Regions from separate parts of the Mus musculus genome. Here all the other regions are linked to region 2. A link is a contact called in public HiChIP or PLAC-seq and promoter capture Hi-C data. All regions are on one chromosome and are shown on one strand. Each heading gives the region's core, a stretch centred on a gene start, on an enhancer-like site or on the middle of the called end of the contact. The rest is flanking DNA. Distances are from core to core; before and after follow the strand shown.

Region 1 (6,877 bases), core at 1,214-3,713, 280 kb after region 2:
CTGCTGCCTCTGGTTCAGCGTGCAAGCTCTCAGCTTCTATTCTAGTGCCATGCCTGCTTCCCTGCCTGAGCCATGTTCTGAATCATGATGGTAATGGATTAACCCTCTGAAACTGTAAGCAAGCCCCCAATTAAATGACTTTGTCTATAAGTTGCCTTGGTGATGATGTCTCTTCACAGCAATAAAAAAATAACTATATAGGGCTTTGGCTCTATAAAAATAACTGTGGGTAGCCATAGTTCTGGAGGAGACACGTCACCTGATTTCTTTGCCACCGGGAAATGGAATGATGAGAATATAAGGCTTGCTCTTAATGGCCTCCGAGGCAGATCCATGCATGGTGTATAGAAGGCACCATGAATATCAAGACTCTACCAGAATTACTGGACATATCATAGCCCCAAGAGGCCTCTTAGCATGTCAACAGCCTTCGACTGCTGCTGTTTCTAGAGAACAGGATGAACTTGCCCTCAGGGTCATTCTAAAGTAAAGTGTCTCTTAATCTCGAACCACTCCAAATGCAACGAAGCTGGACTGGGCCTCTTGAAATGCATCCTGATTGGCAGCTTCACTTTTTTTAATGGGTTCAAGTCAAACTAAGATTCCATCCTGGTATCTGCAACTTACTAACTCATCCAAAAGACAAGAAAATGTGGTATGTGGATAGTAGACGTCAAAGCTAAGTCATAAAAGGTTTAGAAAAGCACCTACGGCTTTGTGATCTTTATGATGGCTTTCTGGTATGTTCTTCCAAGGAATGCAGAGAAACCTGCAGCAAAGAGCTTGTCAGGCACCCAGCCTAAGGTCCCACCAGCCTAAGGTCCCACCAGCCTAAGGTCCTACCAGCCTAAGGTCCCACCAGCTTAAGGTCCCACCAGCCTAAGGTCCCACCAGCTTAAGGTCCCACCAGCCTAAGGTCCCACCAGCTTAAGGTCCCACCAGCCTAAGGTCCCACCAGCCTAAGGTCCCACCAGCTTAAGGTCCCACCAGTGCTCAGAACCATCAGTGAGAAAGAACTGCCTGTTAATCACTGTATCTTCTGACCAGGCACAAGGACAGGCGATCTACAAATGTAAGGAACCTTTCAGTGGGACTTCATAAGCGGACAGGAAGAATGTCTAGAGGTAAGAGGCAGCACTTCCATGATGTGGTCCTCAGGTCTTCCCCTAGAGAATGCCTCCCACTGTCAGAGGTACTCCGTATTCCTATGACATTAACTCCAAGGATACAACACCTCTAAAGCAAGAAGGCTAGCTACACACACCCTGCACCCCCATCCTTACTGCACCCCTGCTCTTCCCCGCTTGACTCCCACCAGCCCCTTGCTGAGGGCCCAGGCCATGTGGACTGAGCAGTGTTTCTGCAGACAGCTACCTCTTTGTCCGACAGTTAGCTTGTTTACAAAGGAGGGTCCCTCCCTCCAGTTTGAAAGCATCTCAGAAGCTTAGACTGAGCATTTCTAACACGAGGCATGAATAAAGATCCAGACTCTCCTGCCAGGGTATCTGCCATGCTAACTCTGGAGGTGTGAACATGAAGAAAAACACAATTTTAAAGACTTGTTCAGGTTCAGAATTTCAGTTTTGCAAGATAAGAGCATGGGGAAGCTAGACAGAGGCAATGCCTACGCGGCGCCATCAAGTGTATAGCATACCATTTTGCTATGAGAAGGATGAATTTAAAAATTAAGGAAACAGATATAAACTTGTACAGAAAAGGTAGTTTTTAGACCTTTATTGCATAAAATAACAAATCTGCCTAGACAGCAAAATTCTTCAGAATTCCTGCATTTTGTTAAAGGGAGCCATTTGCAGCCTTAACCGCAGGCTCTGGGCCCTAGGGACTAAAAGCTGAATGGGCTCTTTGAGAAAAGATCCCACTAAAACACCTCATAAAAAAGGTAAACTATGTGCAACTGCCTGCAAAGGAAACTGCAGGTGGGAGCTTTCTATAATTAATAAAAGATTGGGAGTCAGAGGGATGGAGGAGGGAGACTGCATAAGAAAGTAGACCTGGTAGTTTTGTATATAAGAAGTTAGTATTTCTCTGATAAAAATCCCAAATTGAGGTGGGGGAGGGGGCTGCCTTGCTACTTCTCTGGGAATCCCACAGCACCCTCAGGCTCTCACCCAGAGAGGGGAGAGCACCCTGAGGTACCTCCACACACACAGCACTGCGTGGGAAGTGCCTGCGCAGAAAAGCAAGAGGCAGGAAGGACCCTACCTGCTGGGTTGGGGTGTATTTAACAGTATGTGAGTAGTCATAATTATCAATGATATCCAAGTCCTTCACTGCCTCCCCAGGAAGGGGGCTGCTGAACTGCACGTTGAGCGGAGCTTTTCCGGCTCCCTTGGTGTGAACAGTGAAGTGGGTTGGCTTCCCATTTTCCACGCCTGAAAGGACACATGAAACAGGGAGACAGGGTTGGTTAGAGAGGTTTCACTTTTAGAACCAGTCTGACAGGTTTGACAGCAGCAGCAGCCAAACACTGTTGCTGCCACATCAGATGAAGATAAGCCCCTCTAGGTCTAGACAGAACCCACGCTGCAAAGGTTATGGAAGCCTTACCCACCGCCATCTTACCCACCGCCATCTTACCTGCTTTACTCAACCCGGGGCCTTCTGCCTTCACCTTGCTGGCGTCATGGGAAGGGTCAACTTTGACTCTGAAAGGGCTGGCGGGGATTTCCTGAAGCAAAGACACATTTCAGAAGGATGGTACACTAGCAAGATTTTATGGAAAGGACCCAGATGTAGCTGTCTCTTGTGAGACTATGCCGGGGCCTAGCAAACATAGAAGTGGATGCTCACAGTCAGCTATTGGATGGATCACAGGGCTCCCAATGGAGGAGCTAGAGAAAGTACCCAAGGAGCTAAAGGGATCTGCAACCCTATAGGTGGAACAACATTATGAACTAACCAGTACCCCGGAGCTCTTGACTCTAGCTGCATATGTATCAAAAGATGGCCTAGTCGGCCATCACTGGAAAGAGAGGCCCATTGGACACGCAAACTTTATATGCCCCAGTACAGGGGAACGCCAGAGCCAAAAAGGGGGAGTGGGTGGGTAGGGGAGTGGGGGTGGGTGGGTATGGGGGACTTTTGGTATAGCATTGGAAATGTAAATGAGCTAAATACCTAATAAAAAATGGGAAAAAAAAAATCTTACTCACAGCCAGGCATAGACGTCATTCCCACAGCTTGGCTATTGAAACCACAGTGATTAGTGTTTCAGTGATTAAAAAAAAAAAAAGAAGGATGGTTCCTAGAGCACTGTCAGAGTGTAACCTTCTGCCCAAACCCGAAGGACAGAGTTTGCCCCAACACCCTCTTGAAAGCGCTGAGCAACTTCCATGACTGTAGGCAAAGCCTGCACACACTGGGGCAGATCTGGAACCCTGAGAGCACAAACACCCTCATGTCTTGACACCAGATGTTTGGGGACAAAGGATAAAAAAAAAGTACTACTCAGAATAAAGTAAAACCCAACAATATATAGGGTTAGGAGGTAGGAAATACCCTCTAGGAGTAGCGCTGGCCTGGGGAGTGAGAGCTTCAAGGAAGTATTCACGAGAGTGACTAATTGTTCACAAAGAATTACCAGGCTGTGAGAATGAAAGTAGATTAAATTAATTAGGTCGTGCCAACTTAAGATCATTAACTTGAGGCACAGACTGTTCTCCTGAGCTTCCTAATTTTCATATAGTTCATTTTGATCATTAGAATTTCAAAATGCCTTGTTTCAGAGTACTCCTCACAGGACTACATTAACACACAGCTGATGCTTCAAAAAGCTCTTGCTATAAAAGTTTAAGGGCAGAGACCAGAGTTATGCTAAGAGGTCCAAGTGAAGTACATCTAGAAGTTGCCTAACTTTTCAATCAAAAGCTTAGTGAATGCTAGGGTCCTGCTTTTAGCCACTCACAGAAAAGAGTGCAAATTAAGCTTAGCACCCCACCCCCAACTCCTTTTGGTTTTAAGAAAACAGAGAAACTGAACACAGTTCTCAAGGCTAAACAAACAACAACAAAGCAAAAAAGGAGAGATACACAAGGCTCATTCCATTCTGTCCCTCGCAGGCCCCAACGTACCTGAGATGCAAAGAGAACTTTGATGGTATACCGCCCAGGGGCAGGAGGTACGTATTTGACAGTGAATGTGTCATTGGCATTGTGAATAATGTCAAAATCGACATCTTCCTCATCGTCACTTAAAACTCGGGCATCGCACTTGATACCAACACTGACATCACCTGGAACACACAGACCAGCTTATTAGAACCAGTTTGCAAGCAACAACGTGTCTTGAACAGTCACTTCCAGCTTGGGCTAACATACTGCAAGAACAACCCAAGAAAGGGGAGGAAGCAAATTGGGGTTTTGGAAAAGGACACAGAGGATTAGCTAAGATCACCAAGGAGCCAGCACAGCTCATTAGCAAAGTTCTCTGCCCTCCAATGTTAGAACAATGTTCTTCCGAAAGGAGAGACAGTCAGGGGTGGGGGGAGGAACCTCAGCTCACCTTCCCCGGCCTCCGTGCAATCCACTGTAAAGTGAGTAGGCTCATTTGCCTTCAGACCACTCCTCTCCACGCCTGGGCCAAACACTTTGACCTTTTGGGGATGGCTACCTTGCCCAATGTTGACCTAGAAAAATCAGGAACACAGAAAATACATTCTATCAAAAATATTCCTTCCCTGAGTCCAGCCAAAGAGTAGAAATGGCCATTTTGTAAGTCTATAGAGTATTTTGTCCTTTAGGACAAGTTTCTTTTCAAGGCGTGTCCAGAATGGGTTCTTCCTATACGTCTGCCTTGACCATCTGTATACAAAGTGCAGACTCAACACATAGCCAGGGTTTCTCATATGATCAGCATGGGCCTCACAACTTACCCTGTAGGGGCTGTGTGGTATGTTCACACCTCCCCAGACCACAGCGATGGTGTGCTTGATGGCTTTAAGTGGGGTATATGAGCAAGCATAAGTGCCGTCCATCCGACTCTTCATCTGGATGTCAATGGGCTGGCCTTCCCCATCCTGCAAGAGAGCCAGAACCTGAAGCAAAGTGTTTCTCAGTGTCTCCACCAAAAGGGGGTCACTGAGGCTTCTAGAGATGGTCAGTATCCCACCAATTTATCTTAGGAAATCACACAGCAACTGTAACGTGCTAAATACTTCCTATACACAGACCACAGGCAACAACAAGTAAACCCAAAGTCCCCCAAATGCGAGGCCTCACTGGCTCACTCAGGATGATCTTGATGTCCTACCTTGGGCCTCCTAATTACTAGGGATCATGTACATGTTGCTGTGCCCAATTTCATTTATTCACTCGTAATTACTAAGAATAAATGCTGTCTTCTCCCCCACCTAGAGCCAGTGCCACTTAGCACTTCATTTTAATTCCAGAGTTGAAGTCCCTTGGCTAATTTTAACTAAATCAGATAAGATAAGCAATAATCTGAATTTTGATCACAAACCTATTAGTAATTATATAGACCCAGCCAAACTGAAAGACATTATAGAAAAATCTGAAACAAAACAGCCTTCTTTTAACAGAGCATGAATCACTAATACCATGAAAAAACGTTCTGCTATTCCTCCTCCATTAGTGTAGTCCTCATGTCACTGTGGGGTGCTATTACTGCGCCCCATGTACAGGGGAGAGCTCAGGGCTGTGGGGTGCTATTACTGCGCCCCATGTGCAGGGAGAGCTCAGGACCAGATGCATGAGCAACTCCACATTACACCTCTGACCTCACAAGTGCAAGTGGCCCCAGGCCTAGATACTTACCTGCGCCAGTATCTTTAAGGGAGCACTCCCGGCATCCTTAGGATCCACAATGAACTCTGCTGGGTTGTTGATAGTACAACCAGATTTCTCCAAACCCGGCCCATAGGCTTGGACCTAAGGCAAAAACAGAAAAATGAGGATTTTTTTTTTCTGGGTTAAAGAATGGGATGGAGAGTAGGTGTACAAAATGCCTGTTTTTTAGTTAAGGATGGAAATAGGAAGTAAAATTGTAAAATCGGCTGAAATTTTAACACCACAACTAGCTGTTCTTGAAGGAGAAAACACTCTAAAACAAAATCCAAACTAACCCAGCTACCTGCTGTACTCTGAGCTGATAGAAGTTTCTAGTTTCTGGGGCAGATCTTTAGTTGTGCCTTACTTCCCACTTTGAAGGACTGACGGTTGCAGCCACCAGAGGCCAAAGAATAAACCGTGAGATAAAAAGTGCCACACGCTAGTTCATTGATGGTAGTCTAAGGACAGCTATAAAAAGTGGGAAGATGAGCCTCTTCCACAGCACAGGCATGTCCTTTAGCCATCCCAGAAACTCTGGGAGAAGACACTCTCATTCCTGGTCCATCGAGGAAAACGCCAAGAGAGGTACACTACTTTTCCAACATCATGAAAATTCTAAGAGGTTCACATCTCCCCTCAGATCTAACCCACTGCTGTCTGCCATAGGGGAGACAGGGTAAAAGAATGAGTGCACTCACTAGATCTGGGTTGTAGTCTCCTGTGGCAGGGTGGATGAAAGCCATGTATGGGCTGTCCTTGATGTCTTCGTCGTCGCACATGATGTGAACGGCGTATTCTCCAGGCTCCTTGGGCCAGTATTTGACATCACACGAGCCATCGTTCTGATCATCATACTCGATCTTTGCTTGGGAAGGGCCTTCAATGGCAAATCCTGAGGGACAGAACAAAAGGGCCTTCCCGGTTACACATGGTGAGAATTATCTATCCTGGGCTACCACCATCTCCTCTGCCTGCTGGAAAGCGAGGAATGAGCAGAAAATTGAAATCAAGCGTGTCCCTCTTCCATAAAACCAAGGCCACTGGCTCTTGGTGGAAGCATTAGACTGGAT
Region 2 (7,423 bases), core at 1,268-3,767:
GCAGAAGGAAGAGTCCAGGCTGAACATGGCCAGCAGAGTAAACTGGGCTGTGAGAGGAGAGAGGGGAGGAAGAACAAGAAAGGACCTGGGAATAAGAGACTCATGTAGCCCAAATGGCTGTATTATATAGGGATCAGGCTGGGGACAGGAAGCCCAGCAAATGGTAGGGAGAGGTTTAGGATAGGAGGTGGGGTGAGAAGTGTTCAGAGGAGTCATAGGTATTAAATGAGACTTGTCCTGGGCTTGAGACTTAATACAGTGTATATGTACTAAGCTATTAATATGGACAGGCGGATTCTCTTTTATATTAGAGCAATCAAGTGTGTCTTTATGATATAGAACACAAAATGTCCCTTTCTGTTCCCTATCAAAAAGGACTAGACCCAGCTGGAACTAGAAGGATTCCAAGCACTGGCTGTTTCCTCCATTGCTGGAGGTAACTGGAAGCTTGAAGTTGTCAGAAATAAGTTTGGGGACACAACGAAAGAGACCAGCACTTCATTTGAAGTGTCTGGACAAGGTGAACTTTACTCCTGATCAAGAGGGAGTTCTCAGAAAGAGGGAATACACAGGGAGACTGGGAGTGCGTTTCATCTTCATTCTAACTCAGGCGGTGATTGTTTCTTTTCCGAGTTGGCACGAGTCTGAAATCACAGTCTGATGCAATGGCTATCCTTAGATGACTCAGCAATCAGGAAATGCAAGAGGAAGAGGAAAGGAGTGAAAGGAAGGCCCATTGCCCCAGGTGTTGAATTCCAAGAACAAAGCAGTGGGCCTTTGCATAAATTATGCTTAAGGAAGATTCAAACTTTTTTTTCAACTTTTTTATTAGATATTTTCTTCCATTTACAATCAAAAGATTCAAACTTTTGCTCAAAGCTAGGTGTGGTGGTCCATTCCTTTAATCCCAGCACTAGTAGGAGGCAGAGGCAGACAGATCTCTGAGTTCAAAGCCAGCCTGGTCTACATCAATTTCCAGAATGTCCTTTGGTTACATGAAAGAGTGTCTTTGTTCACATATACTCTGAAGTTAGGGGACTCTGATGTAAGCAAACTTCATAGTTTGAATAGATGAGAACACTAAAGCCAATGTAGTGAATGCAATATTTAAGTTGCTAGTAAATAGAATTTGGAACATTTAAGCCATAGAAAAATAGTGGTAAGAAGAAAAACTATGGACTGGTTGGTGGTAGCATAAACCTTTAATCCCAGCACTCAGAAGGCAGTAGCAGGTGGATCTCTGTAAATTCAAGGCCAGCCTAGTCTACAGAGAGAGTTCCAAGACACCCAGGACTACACATAAAAACACTTCCTTGTGAGGAAAAACAAAAACCAAAACCACTTACATTAAAGTTTTTCAAGGCAGGAGAGGGGATTTGAAGTCCTTGTCCCAAACACAAGTTTATATAATTTTTGATAGAAAGACTCATATTGGGGCTGGTGAGATGGCTCAGTGGGTAAGAGCACCCGACTGCTCTTCCAAAGGTCCAGAGTTCAAATCCCAGCAACCACATGGTGGCTCATAACCATCCGTAACGAGATCTGATGCCCTCTTCTGGTATATCTGAAGACAGCTACAGTGTACTTACATATAATAATAAATAAATCTTAAAAAAAAAAAAAAAAAAAAAGAAAGACTCATATTTGATATATCTCACATGGTGACCACCTGATGGCAGCAATGAGGGAGGTTTGGAAGGAGGTGATCCCATACCTCAGTGTCCTTTTACAGTCGATGAGACTGAATGCAGAATATAAAGGCCACATCTAAGTATCTATTCTCAACTGTCTCTTGTCCTGCTAAAGCTATGTTTCAGGCTTCTCCAGTCCCGGTATGCCATCTAAATTCAGCAAGATCAGAACAACCTCCTCACCTCTTCTCGCCTGGATGGAGATAATACAAACAGAAACCACCTAAAAGCACTTATCAAGCACACATCACAGTACTTGGCACACAGTGGACGCTTAGTGCCTACATGAAAGCTATTGTTCACATTCAATTTACAGCGCCCTTCATATAATGGTAGGTTCACCCTCCACTGTTGTGTGTGCAAGATTCACACGTTGCTCAAAGTCCTTCAGTGCCCGCAAAGGGGTGGCTTTACGGTCCTAGCAGCCTCGGTCGGATCAGGCTGCACTGACTCAGTCCCAGCACGTGAGCAGTCAGCAGTCAAGTCTGAGTGTAGGGCGTGTTAGGTGCATGACAGCCTCTGCAAGCGGTCTGCAAAGTTATCTCCAGTGCACCGGGTCAGAGAGGAACAGCAGCCTCACGTCACCTCTGCTGGACCGCGACTCGCTAGGTGGGCGGGGCTCGCAGGCGTCGAAACTAGCCGTTGGCTACGCATGCAGAGGCGGGGCCCAGAGGGCGCGCTCTGCCAAAGCCTGGGGGCGGGGCCTATGAAATAGCGCCTTGCTATTGGCTTCCTCAGGAAGACGGGACTCTCAGTTACCATTCTATTGGCTTTGCCGAACAGAGGTGGGACGTAAAGGTGTCACGCCCTACTATTGGCTGCGTCAGACGGGCTCTGCGGCGCTTCTGTGTTGTCATTCGGCAGCTAGTAGAGGACACGGGCAAGATGGCGGTGGTGGCTGGTCTGGTGCGGGGACCCTTGCGGCAGGTAGGTAGCGGCCCCTAGCGCGTCCACTGTAGGCCCTGTGCCCTTTCTGAACCCTTTTTTCTCTCCCTTCCAGGCTTCCGGGCTGCTGAAGAGGCGTTTTCACCGCTCGGCGCCCGCAGCGGTGCAGGTAACCGGTCCCGACGTCGGGCAAGGCCGGGAGGGAGCCCTGGGGCCCGGGAGCAGGCCTGAGAGATCGGGGTCGTGTCTGCCCCAGGGCCAGGTGGCATCTTGGACCCTGACAGCGGCCGCGTCCTGCGGATGATTCGCGCTGCCTCTGTCCTCGCCCGGTGCCATTCATATTGGTAACCATCCCTTCGAGGCCGGTGGCAGTCGAACAGACAACCACCTGCTTTCCTGACTTTTAATCCCCACCCTGGAGTTGTGGTAAAATGTAGCTTTGAAATCTTATGTGTTCAAATGTGGCATCGAATGAATTCACGGTCTACACTGTCAACTTCCAGAACTTTACACGATAATAATTCACACTCTTTCGGCCGCTGTTGTATTGTACTTTTCTGGCTCTTTTTGAGTTCTTGTTTTAGAGCGTCATATAAGTTGAATCTTTTGTTCTTTTGTGTCTGGCTTATTTAAAAAGGTTCATCCACATTGTAGAATACATTCATCAGAATTTGTTCCTTTGGAACGTTGAATCATATCCTTTGTACGTTTTATTTATACATTCATTTAAGGGTGGTTTGTTTCTATCTTTTGAATTTGTTACGGTGCTGAGAACATTGGCTTGCAGATACATGCTTTTTTTGGCATATATATATCTAGAAGGATTTTATCAGTCTACATTACTGTAGTAGCATAGCAGCACCTGCATTGTGGATGTCAAGTGTTGTGCACTAGTGAACGCTTAATACTTAGTCGTAGTTAGTATCCATAGTTAGACCTTCCTTGCTAGTTCTCTAAGTCTTAGTACTTCAAGTGTATTGGTAAAACAGCCTGGCATGCTTCCTCCGTAGGAAACTGCCTGGGAGCTGGTTTAGCAATCGCTCAGTTTTCTTGCCCGTGCATATGAAGCAGTAGAGCAGAAGTGTTCTGTAAGCTTGTCACTGACGCCTAGTGAAGATTAGTTGGCATAAGTGGTACTTGTTACGTTCTATGTGTGTGAGCATGCACATTGTGGTCAATGTGCAGGGGATCCGTTTCCTCCTTCCGCCATGTAGGAAACTGGAGATGAAACTCAGCAGGCTTGGCCACCTTGCCTCCTCAGATTCTTGGAATGTGGGCTGCCTGCATGAGTGTTAAATTTATGTGTTATGTTGTGGGCAGTGTAGGTAAGTATAAGGAAGGGGGTTTCCATAGTCTCCTGAATAATCCTGTAGCATGTTTTCTGTTTATATACTTGTGACAGTTGACAGTTCGTGAAGCTATTAATCAAGGTATGGATGAAGAACTAGAAAGAGATGAAAAAGTTTTTCTGCTTGGGGAAGAAGTTGCCCAGTATGACGGTGCATACAAGGTAACTGAAATAGATAAACTTTATGTAAAATTTAAAAGTAGCCATTTGCCCTGACAACCACTTGGAAGTGATGTGGTTAAATCTTAATTGTAGGTTAGCAGAGGCCTGTGGAAGAAATACGGTGACAAGAGGATCATCGACACCCCCATCTCAGAGGTGCACTCTCTGGACAAGCTTTGGGGGGGCTGGTCAAGTATTCAATTTTAATTTCTATGGACTTTTTCTTAGGCTGGTGTTTGCTTTACAGATGGGCTTTGCTGGAATTGCTGTTGGTGCAGCTATGGTATGTAATATTTATGGAGCTAATCCAAGGAGGTTTCCTTTAATAACTTTTGAAAATATTGTTTGCTCTGTGTGTTGTGGTGTTTGCCTTTACTCCCAGCACTCAAAAGTCAGGCAGGGCTGGTGAGATGGCTCAGCAGATAAAAGCACTGACTGCTCTTCCAAAGGTCCTGAGTTCAAATCCCAGCACCCACATGGTGGCTCACAACCACCCATAATGGGGTCTGACGCTCTCTTCTGGGACAGCTACAGTGTACTTACGTATAAATAAATCTTTTAAAAAAGGAAAGAAAGAAAAAAGACAGCAAGTACATTTGCCAGGCGTGGTGGCACACACCTTTAATCCCAGCTCTTGGGAGGCAGAGGCAGGCAGATTCCTAAGTTCGAGGCCAGCCTGGTCTACAGAGTGAGTTCCAGGACAGCCAGAGCTGCACAGAGAAACCCTGTCTCGGAAAAAAAAAGTCAGGCAGATCTCTGAGTTCAAGTCCAGCTTGGTCCACAAAGTGAGTTCCAGGATGACCAGAGTTATACAAGGAAACCGGTTTCCAAAAAACCAAAAGAAAAAGGAAAAAAGAAAAAAAAAAATACCCCCAAACCATGCTGCTTGTATGTCGGGAGAGTAGACTGCTTGGTTATTCACCACTCTTCCTTGTTCTACTTAGTCTTTTTAACATTGATGTTTTCCATTTGACAGGCTGGGTTGCGGCCCATCTGTGAATTTATGACCTTCAATTTCTCTATGCAAGCTATTGACCAGGTTATAAACTCAGCTGCCAAGACTTACTATATGTCCGCTGGCCTTCAGCCTGTGCCCATAGTATTCAGGGGGCCCAATGGCGCCTCAGCAGGTGTAGCTGCTCAGCACTCGCAATGCTTTGCTGCATGGTATGGGCACTGCCCAGGTTTAAAAGTGGTCAGCCCCTGGAATTCCGAGGATGCAAAAGGACTTATTAAATCGGCCATTCGTGATAATAACCCAGGTAACCCTACATCTCTTTTGAACACTAGAAAGCTGACATGAACTCTCTGCATATAAGGCATCAGGGGCATCTAGTGAGGCTTAGATACAGCATATGTATAACGTACTAATGATTTAGAGACAGGAAAGATAGTCAAAAATGTACTTTTTCTTCTCACTCTGAGGGGCTGGTTATTTACTGCATACCTGCACATTTGGCTTAACCTCTATTGACCAGACTGTGTGTAAACCATTTTAAAGTTCCTATATGAGACAGAGACCAGGCTTCTAATTCATAAGATGAATGGTTTTGTAGTATATGCACTCGTAGTTTGTTGTTTGAGAACTTATAATGTTTTGCAGTGGTAATGCTAGAAAATGAACTGATGTATGGAGTTGCATTTGAACTTCCTGCAGAAGCTCAGTCAAAAGATTTCCTGATTCCTATTGGAAAAGCCAAAATTGAAAGGCAAGGTAAGAACACCTTGGTATGCAGTAATCATTTTTACTGTAGCCCCTGTGTTTGCATAGGTCAGAAGTTACTGCTAACTTGTTTAACTTAAAAAGTAAGAATGAGTGAGCTTGTTAGGCTTTTCTGGTAGTTTGTATTTCATGACCCTGAATACAGCCTCATTGTACAGCTCACTGAAATAAGCTGCAGGTTTGATAAGACAGGCCATAGCTGCCTACAGAGTCACTGGTACAGCAGTTCCATTGACCTGTAATCTGTGACCACTTTATTTCAGGGACCCACATCACTGTAGTTGCCCATTCAAGACCAGTGGGCCACTGCCTAGAAGCTGCAGCTGTATTGTCTAAGGAGGGAATTGAATGTGAGGTAAGTGGACTTTCACTCCCCCTATCCCTCACAAATCAGAAAGGCTCCTTTTAAGATCCAAGACTGATGAGTTGGCTTAGCAGGTAAAGTTGCTGCCAAGCTCTGACAGCTCCTGAAAGTTGTTCTCTGCCTTCTCCACATATGCCAGCCACTGCATGCTGCTCTGGGACGGGGCTAGGGCCACTGGGTGAGGCGGGACATAGTGAGTCTGACTACAGTGCAACCCCATGGAACTGCAGGGCGTTGGACTGTGGGAAGCCGCAGAATCCTGCTCTGACTCTCAGGTACCACAGAAGAGCCTGTTCTGGGGTCCCTGGCCTACACAGAGCCCAGGGAGGACAGGTTCCCACTCTGGGATATATGTCGCTCTCCTGTGTGTCGCAGAAGAGCTGAGAACCAAATGGGGACCCTCGAATTTACTCTGGCCTGGGGGCCGAAGGAAAAAGGGCAGGAAGGAGAGCTCTGGCAAGTTACCGTGGGTTGGTGGTGGCCGTGGCTGGAGTGCAGGGAAGCCCCAGCGGGAGGTTAGACGGATATGGCTTGTTGGAGGGAACCCTGCTCCATTGCTCCAGCACTACAGATCCTGATGAAAAGAGGCAGTCCATGGTTTTAAGGTGTTTATTATAGAAAAGGCAGAGAGAGGGAGAGAGTAGAGAAGCAGAGGCCAGCCATGGCCATGTGGAGAGAAAGGGAGGAAGGAAAGGGCAAGGGAGCAAGAGTAAGAGGTAAGAGAGTAAGAGAGCGAGGAGGACGCAAGCAGCTCCTTTTTTAGTGGGATGGGCTACCGTGCTAGTGCCAGGTAACTGTGGGGGTGGAGTCCAGACCAGGAGCTTGAGGCATTGCCTACTTGACTGATGGGCACACACCTCTCTGCAAGGGGCTGTGGGGGTGGCTGTAGCTGTGACGGGAGCCAGGGGCCCAGGAGGCATAGCCGAACTCTCCACCAAGTCACCACCCACCAGGTCTGGGGTTCTAGGCCTGTGCTTGACTGGAGACCAGGCTATCTGTGCACTCTGTGCACAGTTCACTGCCCCACATACTGCTACTTTTTCAAAAGATTTATTTATTATCTATACAGTGGTCTGCCGGCATGTTTGTTTGCAGGCCTGAAGAGGCATCAGATCTCATTATAGGTGGTTGTGGTTGCTGGGAATTGAACTCAGGATCTCTGAGCCATCTCTCCAGCCCTTAAATTCTTTGTTGTTGGTGGTGGTTTTTGTTTTTTCAAGATAGGATTTCTCTGTATAGTCCTGGCTGTC
Region 3 (7,976 bases), core at 2,578-5,077, 260 kb after region 2:
AGAAGCTGAAGCAAGGGTGAGGGTAATATATTCATCGATTCTGGAGAGGGAAATCCGAAGTCCTTCCATGTTTGTTTTCTACTGCTGATCTGTGTAAGATGTTCTTGAATGACTCCTGAACAAGCGAGCCCCTCACTTAGAGAGGCAGAGACTTACTGCTTCTCATATAGCAGTTTCTGCCAGAAACCTCACTGGTGCTCTCACCTCAGAAGTAACAGGCCCCCTGGCCCAGACATCACAGTCAGCGTCTATCTCACCTGACCTTACCCCATTTTTGCTATAACCTGGTGATACCATCTCTGACACCTGGAAATGATTCTGGAGTCTGAATGTTCTCATCTGTAAAAATGTTCACTTTGTATGTGTGACTGCTGTCAGAAAGCCCAAGCATCCTCTGGTTGCACAGACATTAAGTGGATAGAGAAGGCCAGAACACATACCCCTAACTCTTACCTTCCCCTGCACTCACCTGTGGCCAAGCACTTGCTGGCATCGCCTGTCTGTGTGGCCCGGATACGGTAAGGAGAAAGTGGAATGTTGTCTCCACCATAGGTGACTCCAATCATATAGCGTCCGGTCTTATCAGGGATATAGGTAACGGCATATGTGCCATCTTTGTTGTCGTGGACAGTAGCTCTTTGAGGCTTTCCCTCCTGGTCCTGTGAATCACAGAGCAATGATATTTGGGATGCTGCTATCAACATATAGAAACCAGTCACAGCAAGCCATGTTCTTTACTTGGCACCTCTGTATGTGGGAGCAGACGAAGGGTGGCAGGCTGTGACCCTGTTCTGTTGGTTTTGGGTAGGGAAAGAAGAGGGTCACAGACTAAACCCATGACAAAGAGTACTGAGTATCACATACACTGAAATACAAAGACATGGCAAAAGCTTTCCACCTCTCTTTTCCCTTCCTGTCCTGTTACCAACAAAAGACTCCTTAGCTAAGCACACCACTGAATACGAGACTCCACATGCTAGCAGCTCTGCCACCAGGTTCAACCATGTGACTGCTTGAGATGGATCGTCCATCTACGAGAGCCATTTTCCTCCCTGTCTTCCTTCCTTCTGGTTCACCTTCTATTCCTGATGAGCAGAGCTCTGCAGGCTCATGGTCCATGAGGAGACATTAAGGACAGAGCCACACACTAGGTCAGAGATGCTGGCTTCCTTGTGAGCCATAGAGCACCTAGGTGGCCTACCTCTGGCTTCCTTCCCAAGGAAGGACAATCCCATGTTGGTGGCTCTGTGGTATGTAAAATTTTAGCCCTCACTAACCCAATAGGCAATTAAAACATTTAAAATCGGTGTAAGAAGAGATGTAGTAACACAGAACAACTGGTGCTCGACCCATGGTCACTGCAGAAGCTTAAATGTTCTCCAGTGGAGATTCTGACCCAAAGAAGTCCCCAAAATATGTGCACTGGGGTAGAAAACAGTCACTAAACTCCTGTTTTTATCCCTTTCCAGAATATTAAGTATTCCTAATAAGGTTTGGCCCCACCTCTTAAACTCTTTTTTTTTTTAAAATTTATTTATTTATTGTATATAAGTACACTGTAGCTGTTTTCAGACACCAGAAGAGGGCATCAGATCTTGTTACGGATGGTTGTGAGCCACCATGTGGTTGCTGGGATTTGAACTCAGGACCTTTGGAAGAGCAGTCGGTGCTCCTAACCGCTGAGCCATCTCACCAGCCCCCCCCCCCCCCACCTCTTCTATATATACAACAAAACAACCACACAGTTACCGTGATCTGGACAGCAAGCAGGCCTTCGCCAGCATCTCTGGCATCAATGGCGAACTCCACAGGTAGGCTGGCGGGTACCCCATAGGCGCTGAGGCCAGGCCCAGAGGCTGTCACTTTGCTTGCATCGTATGTGGGAAGAACCTTGACCTTAAAGGGACTTGATAGACACATAGAAGACTGGTCAGTAAGGATACAGGTCAGCCCTGCCCCATCTGTTCTCTCTTACACAAAGAACTAAGGCTGAAAGGAGGATTTTTTTTTTTTTTTGGAGACAGGGTTTCTCTGTGTAGCCCTGGCTGTCCTGGAACTCACTCTGTAGACCAGGCTGGTCTCGAGCTCAGAAACCCGCCTGCTTATGCCTCCCGAGTGCTGGGATTAAAGGTGTGTGCCACCACGCCTGGCGAAAGGAGGATTTTTACAAGCGGTAAGAGAATTTAATAAGAGGACCAGATCCATTGGAAATACAGAGCCACCAAGTACAAGCCATTAGACAATAGGCAATCCTAGCTTCCCTTGGAACGGAAGACAGAAGAACGGGTTGACCCTAGAACAGAAGCCACGGTGCCTACTGGATGCCACCACAATGCTCTGTTCAATGTGCTAATGGACAGTGGGTGAGTGGCTGGGGAATGGGGTGGCACTAGGACAGTGTGATCAATCCTGTGGGTGGACAGGTCTACGGCTGAATTGTACCCAGGCCTGAAGGCTGCCATGCTCACCTTCGGGGGATCTCTTCATCAGCATATTTGACGGAAACAATGTAGGGCCCCTCCTGAGATGGCGTGTAGGTCACTGTGTGGGTGCCGTCCCCATTATCTACCACATTCACCGGCTCCACGAGGCCTAAGGACAGGAATGAGAGGTCTGACTGACAACCTGGCCTCCTGCTCACAGCACCCCAGCTACACATAAAAGAGAATCACGTCCATTCCCATGAACTGAAGAGTAACACAAAAGCAAGTAGGCCTAGTCACAGGACATAAGTCACAGTAACGGGATTGACCCCAAGAGATACCTCTAGCGTTTTGTGAGCTGAAGTACACTCAGCTTGCTATAGCTCCCTCCAGTACAAGTAAGGGGACTGCCCATGCTTACTGCTGGAGGTCTTTGCAGACATACTACATATCCTTTCAAGTTAAACATGCTTGGATGTGTCAGTTTTAGTCTATAGCTGAGAAAGTGCCCGAGTGTCTAGAAACCTCAACAGCAAAAAGTAACCTGTGGGCTGGCCAGTCAAGACCTGGGCCCATCTTTCAGCAAGAACACAGTGGGGCCAACATGCTGGGGTACAGAGCAAGTAAGGGTGCCAATCTCAAGGAACAAGAGGGCCATCAATGAGATGCGATGGGTGATGATTCGAGAGAATGTTAAAGCCTGATTAAGGCCTGCACTAGATTGATAGATTCTAGACCTGAGCCTGAGGTCAAGGAGGGGTCGATGGCACAGGAGGTTAATCAGCAGGGCATGCTCATTAAACAGATCAGGTGAAGTGAGGACAAGGCAGTTAGAGGTGGGGCTAGGCTAGAGGCAGTCAGGCTACATAGTTGAAAGCAGCCGCTAATGGGAGAGCACAAACCTCAAACCTGTCTCTATAAAGGCAACCTCTGGGTCAGCTTTAAAAACTCAAAAGGCTTTCAAGGGGCTGTGCTATGACAGGGAATCCACTACATCAGCTTAAGTTACAAGGCTGTTTACTTGAGAAGTCCTCCACACTAGAGGCTGCTGTGTAAGTAACCCCCCCCCCCCCAAACCCACACACACACACACACACACACACACACAGAGACACAGACACACACACACAGACATCCACTGCATCAGTTTAAGTTACAAGGTCATTTACTTGGGAAGTCCACGTTAGAGGCTGCTGTGAAAGTAACCCCCCTGTCATACAGACACAGCAGACACACACACACACACACACACACACACACACACACACACACTATATTCAGAAACTTCGCTAAGGGTAAGTCTGCCCCATGACCTCATTCTCTCAGACCACTCTTTCCCTGAGCTTCAAAGGCGGAACCTCCTGCTGAACTCCACTAAGGAGAGGTTGCTCTTCAAAGGAGGAAGCCCCGGCTCACTACTTCTGCAAGCCACAAACACATCACAGGGGAAGTTGGGGGCAGGAGGAGAGAGGCCTAGACTACTTAAGAAATCAGGCACACTATTTTATATGGAAAGAGAGGTACGTGTTAAATACGGAAGAAATACGGCAACAGGTTTCCGAAGTTCAGGTTTGTCCCCAAATGGCCTGCTAGTCACCTGAAACCTTAATTCCAGGTTGTCAGCAGTACAGGCCAACTGCCAACAAAACTCATTCCCCCAGAGACCCTCTCTTCAGGGAGTTGAGACAATGACAAAGCTATAACCCTGACCAAGATTCTGGTACGTTCCACAGCAATACTGAGCATCTCAGAGGGATCACCTTCAAACCCTAGCTCCTGCTCACATCCAGACCAAGCCTAGGCACCTCCCACATGCTAAGCATGTAGTGTTGCAGCTGGGTGGACAGTGCATGCTAAAGCCCACAGAGCCCTCCCTTCAGCAGGCTCCTTGAGAAAGGGACATTTTCAGGCACATGCTTGATGTTCTAGTCCTCAGGAAGCAGAGGTAGGAGGGCTGCCAGTTCAAAGCCTGTCTGGGTTACTTAGACCACATTTGGGAAAACCAAAACAAAGCCTGGGATGTAAGCTAGCTGAGAGGACACCTGCCTGACATGGGTAAGATCAGGGTTTGGTCTTCAGCACCATGAAATAAGTAAGTAAAACTATAAAAAGAAACTTAGGGCCATGTTATTAACAGGAGAAATGGACTTATGGAAATATAATACACCAACTTGCTGGCTAGCTAGACTGGGGAACAGTAAATTAACTGAGAGTATTTAACTATAAGCTCATAAACAATCTCATAAGAAAGAACTGGCTCTGGGCCATGGTGGGTGAATGTGGGTGGCAGACAGGATGCAGACTCACCTCTTGGGCCCAGGACCCTCACTTCCAGGGGAGCTAGGCCAGCCTTGCTGCTGTCCACTGTGAAGGACTGCGGGATGCATGCTCGGACACAGGAGCTCAGACCGGGGCCAGCAATCTTGACCTTGCTGGGATCCACAACATCTTTTGAAGGAACTCTGAAGGGGCTGCCTGGAAGAGTCACGGGATTCTGAGCATGAAGCAATAGAGAGAGCACCCGCACAGACCCAGAATCACACTGCTGCTCTACCTGGACCCTGACCGTATGAGTCTCAGTCAATTCACTGTGGAAGCAGCAATGTGCCCACTGTTATTCCCACATCTGCCATCCAGCACTAACCACATGCCAACATAGCATCTGTGGCCTCAGTAAACCTTATAGGAAGCCAAAGATCTGGCAACGAGCACATTCTTCTAACATTCCGTGTGGCATCCACTGGAAGGTATACAAGGCAGAACACACAGGAGACAATGAAAGTGGTCTGCAGGAGACCAGAGAAAGATGTCCATTAAGACCCAAGGAATGATGTAAGAGGAAGCAGCTTCCACTCAAGGGGAATTCCCAGGAAAGCAAACAGGACGCTGGATGCTTCAGTTCTCAGGAGCTAGTCCTGACCAAGAAGCACGACACTGAGACAAGCAATGCCTCTGGCTACGGGGAGTTGTGGAGTTCACAGAAAAACTGATATTCAGCTCTGGGAGGAGACAAAGCCTGAAACATCGGAAAGAAGAGTAGGGCAGAGGGGTCCACTCATGCAAAGGCATAGAGAAGGAGGAGAAGAAAGGCTCTTGGAAGAATGGAAGCGAGCAGCTTGGTGGGAGTATACACAGAAGAGGAAAAAAGAGTGGGTGGGTCATCCTAGCCTTGCCCCTCCCTCCTGTGGAAGCCAGCACATTCTGAGCACACATGGCGGCTGGGTTCCACACTCCTCTAACTATACGTTGTGGTATGACTGTGGGGGAAACCTCAGGGCCTCTCGCTTTTTAATGATGTCAAGTATAAAGACTGACAAGACATGGTGAATCCAGGGAAACCAAGATTTGTAAGTGAAACATTAAGAAGAAACAAGGGCAGAACCAGGATTGCCAACAGGACTTCTCACACGGCAGGCTTGCCTGTGTCTCCAGTAGCCTCAGGCTACCAAGACCTTTACCAAAGAACTCAGAGCATCATTTGCCCCAGGCAGGAAGGACACAGCCTGCACATTTCACAAGGTATGGCGACTGCCAGACTCCTGCCATGGAGATAAATATCTCTGCTGTGTATCTAAGAAAGCTTCCACTTAGCAGAATCAGGGGTTATAACACACTTGCACGAAGAACTGAGACCCTGGCAAAGATGAGCACCACCTTCCATGCTGGGACTTAGGGGAACAAGAGAGTGATTTATTTGGGGGTGATAATGGAGAGTTCCAATGTCAACAAGTAACTACAGACTATGTCTGTGGCCAATTACTGGACCTGGAAATTGTCTAAACTCAGCCCGAGAGCAGCCTTGAAGCAGAAAGCAATGGCCTAACAAGTCCAGATCCCATTATCTGCCAACATGCTGCTCGATGTTCCAGGTAAACATCACCAGCTGATCACAACCCTTCATGAATCCCAACTAATCAACTGGTCTACCACCAAGACTGCAGCTGGGTCATCGCAGGAAACCACTAAGTTAATAGAAGTAAGATGGGATATTCTGTCTGAAATAATACCACCACCCAGCATGTAGGAGGCTGAGGCAGGAAGATTCCAAGTCTGAGGTTCTATCTGAACGGAAAAAAATCCAAAAACCCACCAAAGGTTTGCATCAGGCCAGAAAAACCTGAACCTTAATCATCGCAGTCCCCAGAAAAGCAGACAGGATGCTGGCAGGTCACAGATGCTTCGGCCCTCAGGAGTTGTCCAGGCTGGATAACCTGACACTCAGAGGAGCCTCTACACGGGACTGTTCTGGAAACGGATACTCAGCTCTGGAAGGTTCTTGTTGTTACAATCATTTGTTTAGTGCTAACTGACAGGTCCTTTTGCAGGGGAATTCCAAAGCTCGTGGGATTCAGCCCTTTCTGAAAAGCCAGGGTAGTAGTGCTTCCCACAACAGAAGCACAGAGAAGCCAGCAGAACTACCTGCCTGGTGGGAGACACAGACACCTCCCCGGAGACAACCTTCTGCTCATACTTGGTGCTCAACTCTGAGACAGCACTGCCCCGTGGCAAGGCACAAAGGGGGGCCTGACAACTCCATTCTGTCCTTTCTCCCCATTCCCTTGCTTCTAATCAGCACCAAGTTTATCTGCATCAATGTAGGTGCTCCAGAAGTGGGAGCTTTGTCTTTATTTCTAGCTGAAATTCTCTACATTAAGGACTAAAACAAACAGACAAACAAACAAACAAACAACACCAAACTCTATTGATAAGAGTAGCAAGCACGGGTTTGAGGAGAAACTAGTCATTTTGAACTACTAAAGCTTATATAGACATGTCAGCACTGTCAGGGGTAGAAACCCTGTTTTACACTAAAGATATAGATCATTAAACAAATTAATAAGTAATAATTTGTATTAGTGTGTCTTTTTCAGCTGCCGGAATTAACAGTGCAAAGAAAAAAGCAAGATACATAAATAAAGTGAGTAAGAGCCAAGCCCCAGGGCTGGAGAGATGGCTCAGTGGTTAAGGGCACCGACCGCTCTTTCAGAGGTCCTGAGTTCAATTCCCAGCAACCACATGGTGGCTCACAGCCATCTGTAATAGAATCAGATTCCCTCTTCCAGTGTGTCTGAAGACTAAGACAGTGTACTCATATACATGAAATAAATAAGTAAATCTTAACAACAACAAAAAAAAGGAGTCAAATCCCAAAGTTTTGGGGCTGAAGGAATGGATTAGTGAGTAAAAGCATTTATTGCTCCTATTGATAACCTGGGTTCAATTTCTGGCACCCATATAGGGTGGCTCAGAACTGTTGTAACTCCAATTTCAGCAGATTCAAAATCCTTTGGCTTCTATGGATACCTACGTGTACATGCCATAACTAAGCTCCTACAACCACAAATATATATTAATAATAATAACAACAACAATAAAAACTTTAAAAACAGAGATTTTCAATATTGTAAAGAGTAAACTTTTGCTTAAATCAGAAACTAAGTCACACGAGCCGCTCTTTCTAGCTGAAGGCCCAAGTCAACGCTTTCTACCATGTTGCTGGGTTCGAATGAGATTTATAGTGTTCTTGGTGCTGTGGTCCTTATTTAAGGTTTC
Region 4 (7,596 bases), core at 1,154-3,653, 320 kb after region 2:
TGAATTTTGTCCCATGACAACCGGTCTTGGCAAAAAGATAAACAGACTGAATACAGCAGGTCAGACTCACTGCTAAGTGGGGGAAACTCCATCTAACATTCCTGAGGCATGCTGTCCAGAGTGCAGAGCGTGTGACTGACACACGATTAATCTATCTCCACAGCGTTAGCCCAGCCACCGGCTGCTGCTGGACTGAAGGAAGAGCCAGTGTGCGCCAAATCTCCTTATTGCCAGTTCTTCATCCACAGCCTGTGTGGCTCTGCAGCTGCCTCTAAGCCCTGGCAGCTAACACTTGGAACTGTCCTGCTTACACTTGCCTCCAGGAGAGCTGCCCACTGTTCCCAGGCCACATTTAACCCTGGTCCCATCCTTCCACTACCTGGAGCACTCACCAGTATTTTCCTTAATTCAATTCGTCCCTGCCTCACATACCTTAAGCGATAATGCCCATGGAACTACAGGTTTAAAACACTAGTTACATTTTTTTAAATACTCATGAAAATACTAGTCCCGACTATTAAGGTTAGTTGTATAAATGTACCCTCATCATCTTGAGTGGCATATTTCTTAAAAGAGACCACATCAGCTCACTACCAGTTCCTTCAGACCACACACACACACACACACACACACACACACACACACACACACACAAACAAGCAAACATGTGGTGGGGTAGGGAAGTGTTTTGGCTAAAGCAACACTAGTAACACACTAAACAACTGTTGTTTTGGGACAGGGTCTCCCTACATCAGTGGTTCTCAACCTTTTAATATGTAGTATGAGAAATGGTGCACTATGTAGTCCAAGCTAGTTTTAAACCATAACCATTATGTCTGAAAAAATTAAGCTGCTACAGGGCACCTCAACATACAATTTATACTGACCATCTCCAAGAGATGACTAGGATTCCATTCAATTTCCAGACGTTACTGGACTAGGGAGTACGTGGAGTGTGCGCGTGTGTTAAGTCCCAAAGCCCTCAAGACAGTGCCACTGACCATGTCTCACGTTGACAGTCTGGCTTAGCTCCAGGTATAGGATTGCTGGTAATTAACACCAACTCTGAAGTCTGTGGGACATTTAACAGTTTGTGTGTGCGCTGCATGTAAGTGTGGAGGGCACAGGATATTGGATGTGTCTCCTTCATTTGTTCTCCATCTCACAATCTTATTTTTTGAGACAGAGTCTATTATTGAACCTGGGGTTCCCCGATTTAACTAAACCACTGGCTCAGAAAGTCACCTGTCTGCCCACTCCTGACCCTTCCATACCAGTTTTGGAATTACAGATGCACCCAGCTTTTTAAATGTGATAGGGTTTGAGATTGGACCTTCATGGCTTTTTCATCAAGTACTTTACCGACTGAGCCATCACTGAGCTGGAGAACACTATAAAAATTGTCTCAAAGGAGGCTAATTCTCTTCACTCTGGGGAATTCTACTTTAAACCACTCTTCAGGTCCTCCAAACATCCCCCAGAATCTGGGAAACGAGCATTTTATAAACAGTTAGGCCCAGGGTAAGAGAGATAGGAAACAGAGACGAAAGGGGAGCCCAGGCAACAAAGAATAGCATCTTTCTCCAATCTACAATGGTTCTGTAGCTGGGATTAAGAAAGTATAACCCTGCCTCTGGGAATCTAGAAGTTTTATAGATAAAAGAGAGAGAGAAAAAAAGGCTCTCTGAACCATTTTCCTAATTAAGGTTGCTAAAGAAAGACACCCCCTTTGCACCCCCTCAACTAGTGTTTATAGGTTCTGTTGATAACCAACTCGGGAAGCAACTTACTGTTCGGTGCAAGCTGTCATTTTTCTTTTCTTTTTCTTTCTTTTTGTTTTTATTTATTTATTTATTTTTTTTTTTTTGAGATGGGGTGTCAGTGTGTCTCTCTGTCAGGTCACTATGCTTTCGCCTCCACCCCCTGAGGGCTGTGATTAAAGGTATGCTCCACAATGCTCCCCTGCAAACTGTCATTCTTAAGCAGCAAGCAATGATTGGAATCCAAGCCCCAAGCAGCTTCCTCCTTCCTGGATTTGCTTTGGAACTTCTGATGTCAGAATCAACAGACTGCACAGTGCCTAAAGGAGGAAGTGGGAGGGTCTCCTGGATCCAGGCCATTGTTGAAGTCAGTACAAAGAGGAATCCCTCAGACGAGGACTGGCTTATCAAATCATGTGAAAGGGGGGAAAATTGAAAACTCCACCTGTACCCGTCCAGGCAAGGCACTCTACAGGGGTTATTTGTGCTTCCACTTTGGCTATCGGTCTTTTGAAACAAAGGTCCCCAAGGAATTGGAATTTCCCCAGGAATCTCATGCTGGCAAGAGGAAAAGGCTGAAGCCTGGTGTCGGCCAAGAGGAGGGGCTTATCTGACACCTGGGAGCAGAGACTGGAGCTGAGACAATGCTAAGTCAAGGCTAGGAGCTGGGGCGGGAGGAGAGACTGCCACACCCTGACCAGGACTGCTTATGTCTGGGCCTCTACTGAAATGTAACCCAGTCAGAAGCCTGAAGATGGAGTGAGGTGAGGTGCAGGATCCCTGGTCCTGTTTTTGTTCCTCTTCCCAGTGTGACCCCATTGAATAACTCTCCTCTGGTGGGGTCTGAATGAGACTGTTCTCTAAGGCTCAGAACCCGAACACTTTGTTCCCCAGTGCCAGGGAAGTGGTAGATCACTGGGAGGTGGTATCTTACTAGAGGAAAATGCCTGGGCAAGCCTTGAGCTGTAAACAAATTGTTAATGAGAATTACTGAAAGAAGCCCTATCTTCAAAGACTGACTGGCTGGATGACCAAACTTCAGTGAGGGAGAGAGGCTGAAAGTCACACATTCAGACCTAATCATCTTATCTTGGGCTAGTCTGAGCCCCCTAAATAGCCATTTCCTTGCCCACTTCTGTGTCTAACATCCTGTGACTAATAGATAAAAAACCTTTTGGAATCTATTACCTCAGCAGACCATTTGCTTCCTAACGCAAAAGCTAACAATGTCACCATACAGCATATGACGCCTATCAGGACAGAGTTCCTCATCTCACTGTGATCTGCTACCTGATGTATTTATCAACCTATTTCAAAATTATCCTGATTTATGACTTTCTTTGTTCTGTAACTACAAAACTCTTCGAAGGAAGTGCTTTCACGTGTATGGAGGGTGGGGGAGGAACTTACATGCTGTCCTCTGACTTCCACATATCTCTGTGGCACACAGACATTCACACCCAAGCTCAAATAAGTACTTAAAAATTTTTAAGCAACAACAACAACAAAACCCCAACTGGCTAGGATGTGTATCATTTTACTAGAAGGAATTTTGGGGTAGCCTGTGATAAAATTTTGGGGTTCTTTGTGGTCTTGAACAAAGAACTGAATAAGACAAGACACATTACTTAGGAAATCCAGTTCTCTTTGTAGGAAGAGAGTCTTATGCCATCCCACAGGGATGCTTGAAGACCATTTTATTAGAGTGTGAGAATAAAACCATAGGGTAGGTGAACTATCAATCCTACCAGTTGGAAGAAGGGAGATAACAAGAGACAAGGTCATGTTTTCTGAGCTAGAGTCAAACAAAGAAGGTCTGCAATAAAGGGGAAGAAGGGAAGGCTCAGAGAAGCCAGTAGGAAGGCCCGAGTGTCCGTCAATACACACATGCTTAGGATTTCAGCCAGTGTTCCTATCTGCAAGCAACTTCTGCAAGGGACAAGTCCCCGTGGTGAAGAAACGCATTATCTCATTGAGGGATAATTATTTCTTCATCTCCTTAGCAAGTCTTTACGGTAGGTCAGGAGCATGTCACCTAGCTAGGTGACTGACAAGCCCAGTTGGATTTACTCTTTAAGAGAGAGGACAACAGAATGCAATACTCTATTCTTTGTGGTAGATTATTAGATTGTCATGTCTTTGTCCATGGTCTGAAGAACTCAGTTCCTATTCTCTTGACCAAGAGAAAATTTCCCTTAATGAGTCACAAGGAAATAAGATGTGAGGTCCAACTATAATCATGAGTGGAGGGGTCAATCTTCAGTGTCTCCAAGCCAGTCTAATGCCTCCCTAGATGCCTAACAGTAGAGCCTAGCATACATAAGAACTTCAGAACCAGGACACAGATGCACAGGCACACACAGCTCACTGTGAAAGTGTGCTCATATCAACTGCATAGAAATGCCTAGAATTCCATACATGAACACTTCAAGAAATCCAGAGAAACGTATACGCTTGAAACTAGAGACCATGACGTGTAATGGTTAATTTTAACTGTCAAGCAAAAGCTCACAGACTAGGGTCTGGGCTGAGCATTCACATTCACTGCTCGGCCTCGCTCCAGCCATCATACCTTCCTTGCCACGATGAACTGTATTCCTGAACGGTAAGCTAAATCAAATCCTTCCTTCCTTCCTTCCTTACGTCGCTGTCTTAGTTAGAGTTACTGATATGAAACATCATGACCAAAGCAGCTTGGAGAGGAAAGGGTTTATCCTGCTCACACTTCCACATCACAGTTCATCATCAAAGTAAGTCAGGACAAGAACTCAGGCAGGGCAGAAAGCTGGAGCCAGGAGCTGATGCAGAGGCCATGGAAGAGTGCTGCTTACTGGCTTGCTCTGTCCACAAGCTTGCATGCCTGAGCTGGTCTTCAGCAGTCACTGGAATCATGAAGGACTAACTAGTTTCATATGCCAGTAAGGGAATGGACTTGCTAGCAAGAGAGAGCAAACAGACAAAAAGCAAAAGCTGCCTTCTTGCATGTCCTTATATAGGCTTCCGGCAGAAGGGGTAGCCCAGATTAAATAGGTGTCTTCTCACTTAAGGCCTGATAAAAGTGTGTGTCTTCCCTCCTCAGAATCCAGATTAGAAGGGGACCTTCCTAATTTAAGTTAAGCATAAATTCCCTTACTGGTATGGCCCCCGGTCTTAAATTTTAGTTAGTTCCAGATGTAGCCAAGTTGACAACCAAGAATAGTCATCACATTTTGTAATATTTTATGAGAAATTTCAATCAAATAAAACTAATTGGCTGTGGTTATCACACTTAGCATTTAATTTCTATTACATCCTCTCTCTCTCGACAGTTCAGTCTGGCATGGCAAAACTTTCGTTTAAAAACCAGGGAAGGGGGCCAATAGAATGGGTCAGTACGTGAGGGTGCCTGCTGCTCAAGCCTGGTGGCACGAGCTCAATCCCTGGAATCCACATAAAGACAGAAGGAAAGAACTGACTCCACAAATCATCCTGTGGCTGTGACACACATGTCAACATATATGTGAATTAACCTGGTGTATATATAGTGAGTTACTCACCAGCTAGTGTTACAGAGCATGTCCCTGTGATCCTAGGTGTTGGAAGGCAGAGGCAGTTGCATCTCTGAGTTTGAGGCTAGCCTGGTCTACATAGTTTCAAGACAGCCACTGCTACACAAAGACTCTCATCACAAAACAAAAATAAAAGAAGGGAAGGGGTACAGTTTTCCAAATGGCTTGTTATCCAAAGTAAAGGACTGAGACCAAAACTCTAAGTTTCGGCTGGGTCAGCAAGGCTTGTGAATGGAAATGATGTGTCCAGTCATAGCAGCTTTAAAAGGAAAATACAGGTGAGTGAGAAGGAAAAAGGTGGGGTGGGGTTAATGACTTAAGCTTGTTCTAGTTTAACTTTCTCCCAAGGTTAAAAAAAAAGACATTATATGCATCTAAATCTAGAGGACCCACCCCTTCCCACACAAAGAGCCCTCCCACACAAAGCTGAATGAAACAGCGTGGCCCCAGAGACTCTCCCTTAAAGCACCTTCCCTGACTCCCCAGATTAAGGGCCCCCACTCGGAGCTACAAAAACAGCCCTGACACCCTCTTCACAGCTCCTGCAGTGTTCATAGAATGAGCCGATGTTTCCAGGGCCTCTGGCCAACCGTGTAATCACCCCATTAGAAGCTTCTGGTTGCTCATCAGAATCTAGAAGCCTGATTGGGGCTGCACCAAAGCAGAAGGCTCTGTCAGCCTTCATAGCCCAATAAATTCCTCCACACCCCACCTGTGAAACTCCATTCCCATTTATTACCAAAACTGGAGTCCTAGCTTCAGGGCTTCTCCTGAGGCCTGAAGCTGGCTGCTCCTGCTGATGACATCATTGATGAGCGAGCGCCTGACAATGGCTCCCTAGAGCTTAAACCTTTGCTAATACCTAGCAAGAGCACATTCCTCCAGAATGAGGTCATGTTTAGCTAATTGCTAATCTGGCCCCTACCCCAGAGCCCAAAGCCACTAAGTGATGCCTAAACAGTGAGCCCCTGCCCCAGGACCTACTGAAGCTGCAAATACCAGCCTCTAAACAGACAAAACAGAGGCAGCTTGCAACAGGACCCAGGGTTGCCAGAGTTTGAAAATACAACAAAACACACACAGACAGGTCCGGTAAAGTTAAATATGAATTTAATAAGTATGCCCTGTGCAAGAGTTTCTAACATGCAAGAGCTGCGACATGTGGGGCACTCTTACATTAGAAGGATCAACATTGCTTATCTGAAATTCAAATGTAACTTTTCTCTGGTAACACATGTGAGTTTTTATCCCTTTGTTTGGTTTACTCGATTGCCAAAACTGCCAGGGTGTGGGGGACAGGGATGGGGAAGAAGGGACAAAGGGGAGGCACAAGAGGGTTGGGGCCAAAACTCTGTTGGTAATATGCTTGTCTAGTGTGGGGGCAGCCTTGAGATGGACTCCCCAGCACTATGTAACCCGTGCATTTGGAATGTGGAGGCAGGAACCATGATAGGAAAAGAAGGAGGGATGGGGAAGAGCAAGGAGGAAGGGGAGAGGGGCTGAGGGACAGATGGCCAAAGCTGAGAAAGTAGAGTATCTGTCTAGTGTGCTTGAGGTCCTGAGTCTGACTTCCAGTAGATCAAAAAGAAGTAAACGTATACCACACATTTACACACGTTGGAACACACACACACACACACACACACACACACACACACACACACTTGCCTTTAGAAAGAAAATTAGGGGACAAGCATGGTAGCTTATACGTGTAATGTCATTACTTGGGAGGCAAAGGCATGACTGTGGCGCCCACACAGTTGTGGATCAGCCAGAGCCTCATAGAGACCTTATTTAGAGGCACTGAGGGAGAAGCGAGGATGACACAAAAATCCAGGATTCTGTACTCTCCTCACTCCTCCAAGTATCCTTACTCCATCCTGACTCATAAAACAAAGCTATGATGTTGCCAAGAAATCAGTATGATTTTGCAAAGAAGATCCACAACCACCAGGCACTGCACTGATGGTCAGAGTAACATCTTGGCCCTCCATGGAAACCCAGAAGGAACAATCCTGTCGGCAAGGAAGCTCACCCTGGTCTGGAATGTCAGGACACAGAGCAGAAGCTGAGGTGACATTCTGGGAATGAATGTTGACAATTAAGATTATTTGCAGAATAACAAACCCTGTTGCCAAAGGGCTTTATTGTGAATGTTTTATATTTACTACCCCCTGGCTGAAGGATATAAAGGATACAATCATTTGCATGCAATGGATTTGAAATTTACTTCTTTTTTTAAAAAAAGGAATTCTTAATTTAGCTCAATAAACGAAAGCCTAATACAC

Evidence for each region. Promoter capture Hi-C pulls out the DNA fragments that hold promoters and counts their contacts. HiChIP or PLAC-seq counts read pairs in DNA pulled down with a chosen protein or histone mark.
Region 1: a contact with region 2 is called in a promoter capture Hi-C map of the C10 cell line. The contact joins the enhancer-like site here to the promoter of Pdhb in region 2. A contact is called at or near these places in 5 of 39 promoter capture datasets (the 3T3-L1 cell line, the C10 cell line, cranial neural crest and 2 more), 1 of 484 Hi-C or Micro-C datasets (pre-megakaryocyte-erythroid progenitors), 4 of 115 datasets of contacts at active chromatin or transcription factors (the SCID.adh cell line, bone marrow-derived macrophages, embryonic stem cells and 1 more) and 2 of 9 other capture datasets (adipose tissue and liver).
Region 3: a contact with region 2 is called in a promoter capture Hi-C map of the HPC-7 cell line. The contact joins the enhancer-like site here to the promoter of Pdhb in region 2. A contact is called at or near these places in 8 of 39 promoter capture datasets (the C10 cell line, the HPC-7 cell line, cranial neural crest and 5 more), 1 of 115 datasets of contacts at active chromatin or transcription factors (bone marrow-derived macrophages) and 4 of 9 other capture datasets (adipose tissue, embryonic stem cells, liver and 1 more).
Region 4: a contact with region 2 is called in an H3K27ac HiChIP or PLAC-seq map of epiblast stem cells. The contact joins the enhancer-like site here to the promoter of Pdhb in region 2. A contact is called at or near these places in 9 of 39 promoter capture datasets (the C10 cell line, the HPC-7 cell line, cranial neural crest and 6 more), 1 of 115 datasets of contacts at active chromatin or transcription factors (epiblast stem cells) and 2 of 9 other capture datasets (liver and pancreatic islet).

Annotation. Positions count from the first base shown.
Region 1 is chr14:7,891,902-7,898,778 of GRCm38.p6, reverse strand. It overlaps Flnb (filamin, beta), which reads right to left. Exons shown (of 46, transcript NM_134080.1): 12 at 6,506-6,699; 13 at 5,793-5,906; 14 at 4,892-5,035; 15 at 4,522-4,645; 16 at 4,092-4,252; 17 at 2,599-2,689; 18 at 2,224-2,393. Among named protein-coding and RNA genes, the nearest start is that of Gm45521, 62 kb to the left of the region's middle. Within about 2 kb of position 2,463, at least 36 of the 459 cell types and tissues checked have an H3K27ac peak or open chromatin away from gene starts, as enhancers often do.
Region 2 is chr14:8,168,086-8,175,508 of GRCm38.p6, reverse strand. Pdhb (pyruvate dehydrogenase (lipoamide) beta) reads left to right here and starts at 2,517. Exons shown (of 10, transcript NM_024221.3): 1 at 2,517-2,618; 2 at 2,692-2,745; 3 at 3,979-4,086; 4 at 4,180-4,242; 5 at 4,334-4,369; 6 at 5,063-5,348; 7 at 5,690-5,800; 8 at 6,073-6,164. The coding sequence starts at 2,577.
Region 3 is chr14:7,909,877-7,917,852 of GRCm38.p6, reverse strand. It overlaps Flnb (filamin, beta), which reads right to left. Exons shown (of 46, transcript NM_134080.1): 25 at 4,731-4,898; 26 at 2,469-2,592; 27 at 1,750-1,906; 28 at 470-659. Among named protein-coding and RNA genes, the nearest start is that of Gm45521, 43 kb to the left of the region's middle. Within about 2 kb of position 3,827, at least 99 of the 459 cell types and tissues checked have an H3K27ac peak or open chromatin away from gene starts, as enhancers often do. A contact at or near this core is called in the HPC-7 cell line, adipose tissue, bone marrow-derived macrophages and 2 more, where this site is marked.
Region 4 is chr14:7,846,443-7,854,038 of GRCm38.p6, reverse strand. The region is part of intron 1 of Flnb (filamin, beta); the gene reads right to left. Among named protein-coding and RNA genes, the nearest start is that of Flnb, 32 kb to the right of the region's middle. Within about 2 kb of position 2,403, at least 124 of the 459 cell types and tissues checked have an H3K27ac peak or open chromatin away from gene starts, as enhancers often do. A contact at or near this core is called in the HPC-7 cell line, epiblast stem cells, hematopoietic stem and progenitor cells and 1 more, where this site is marked.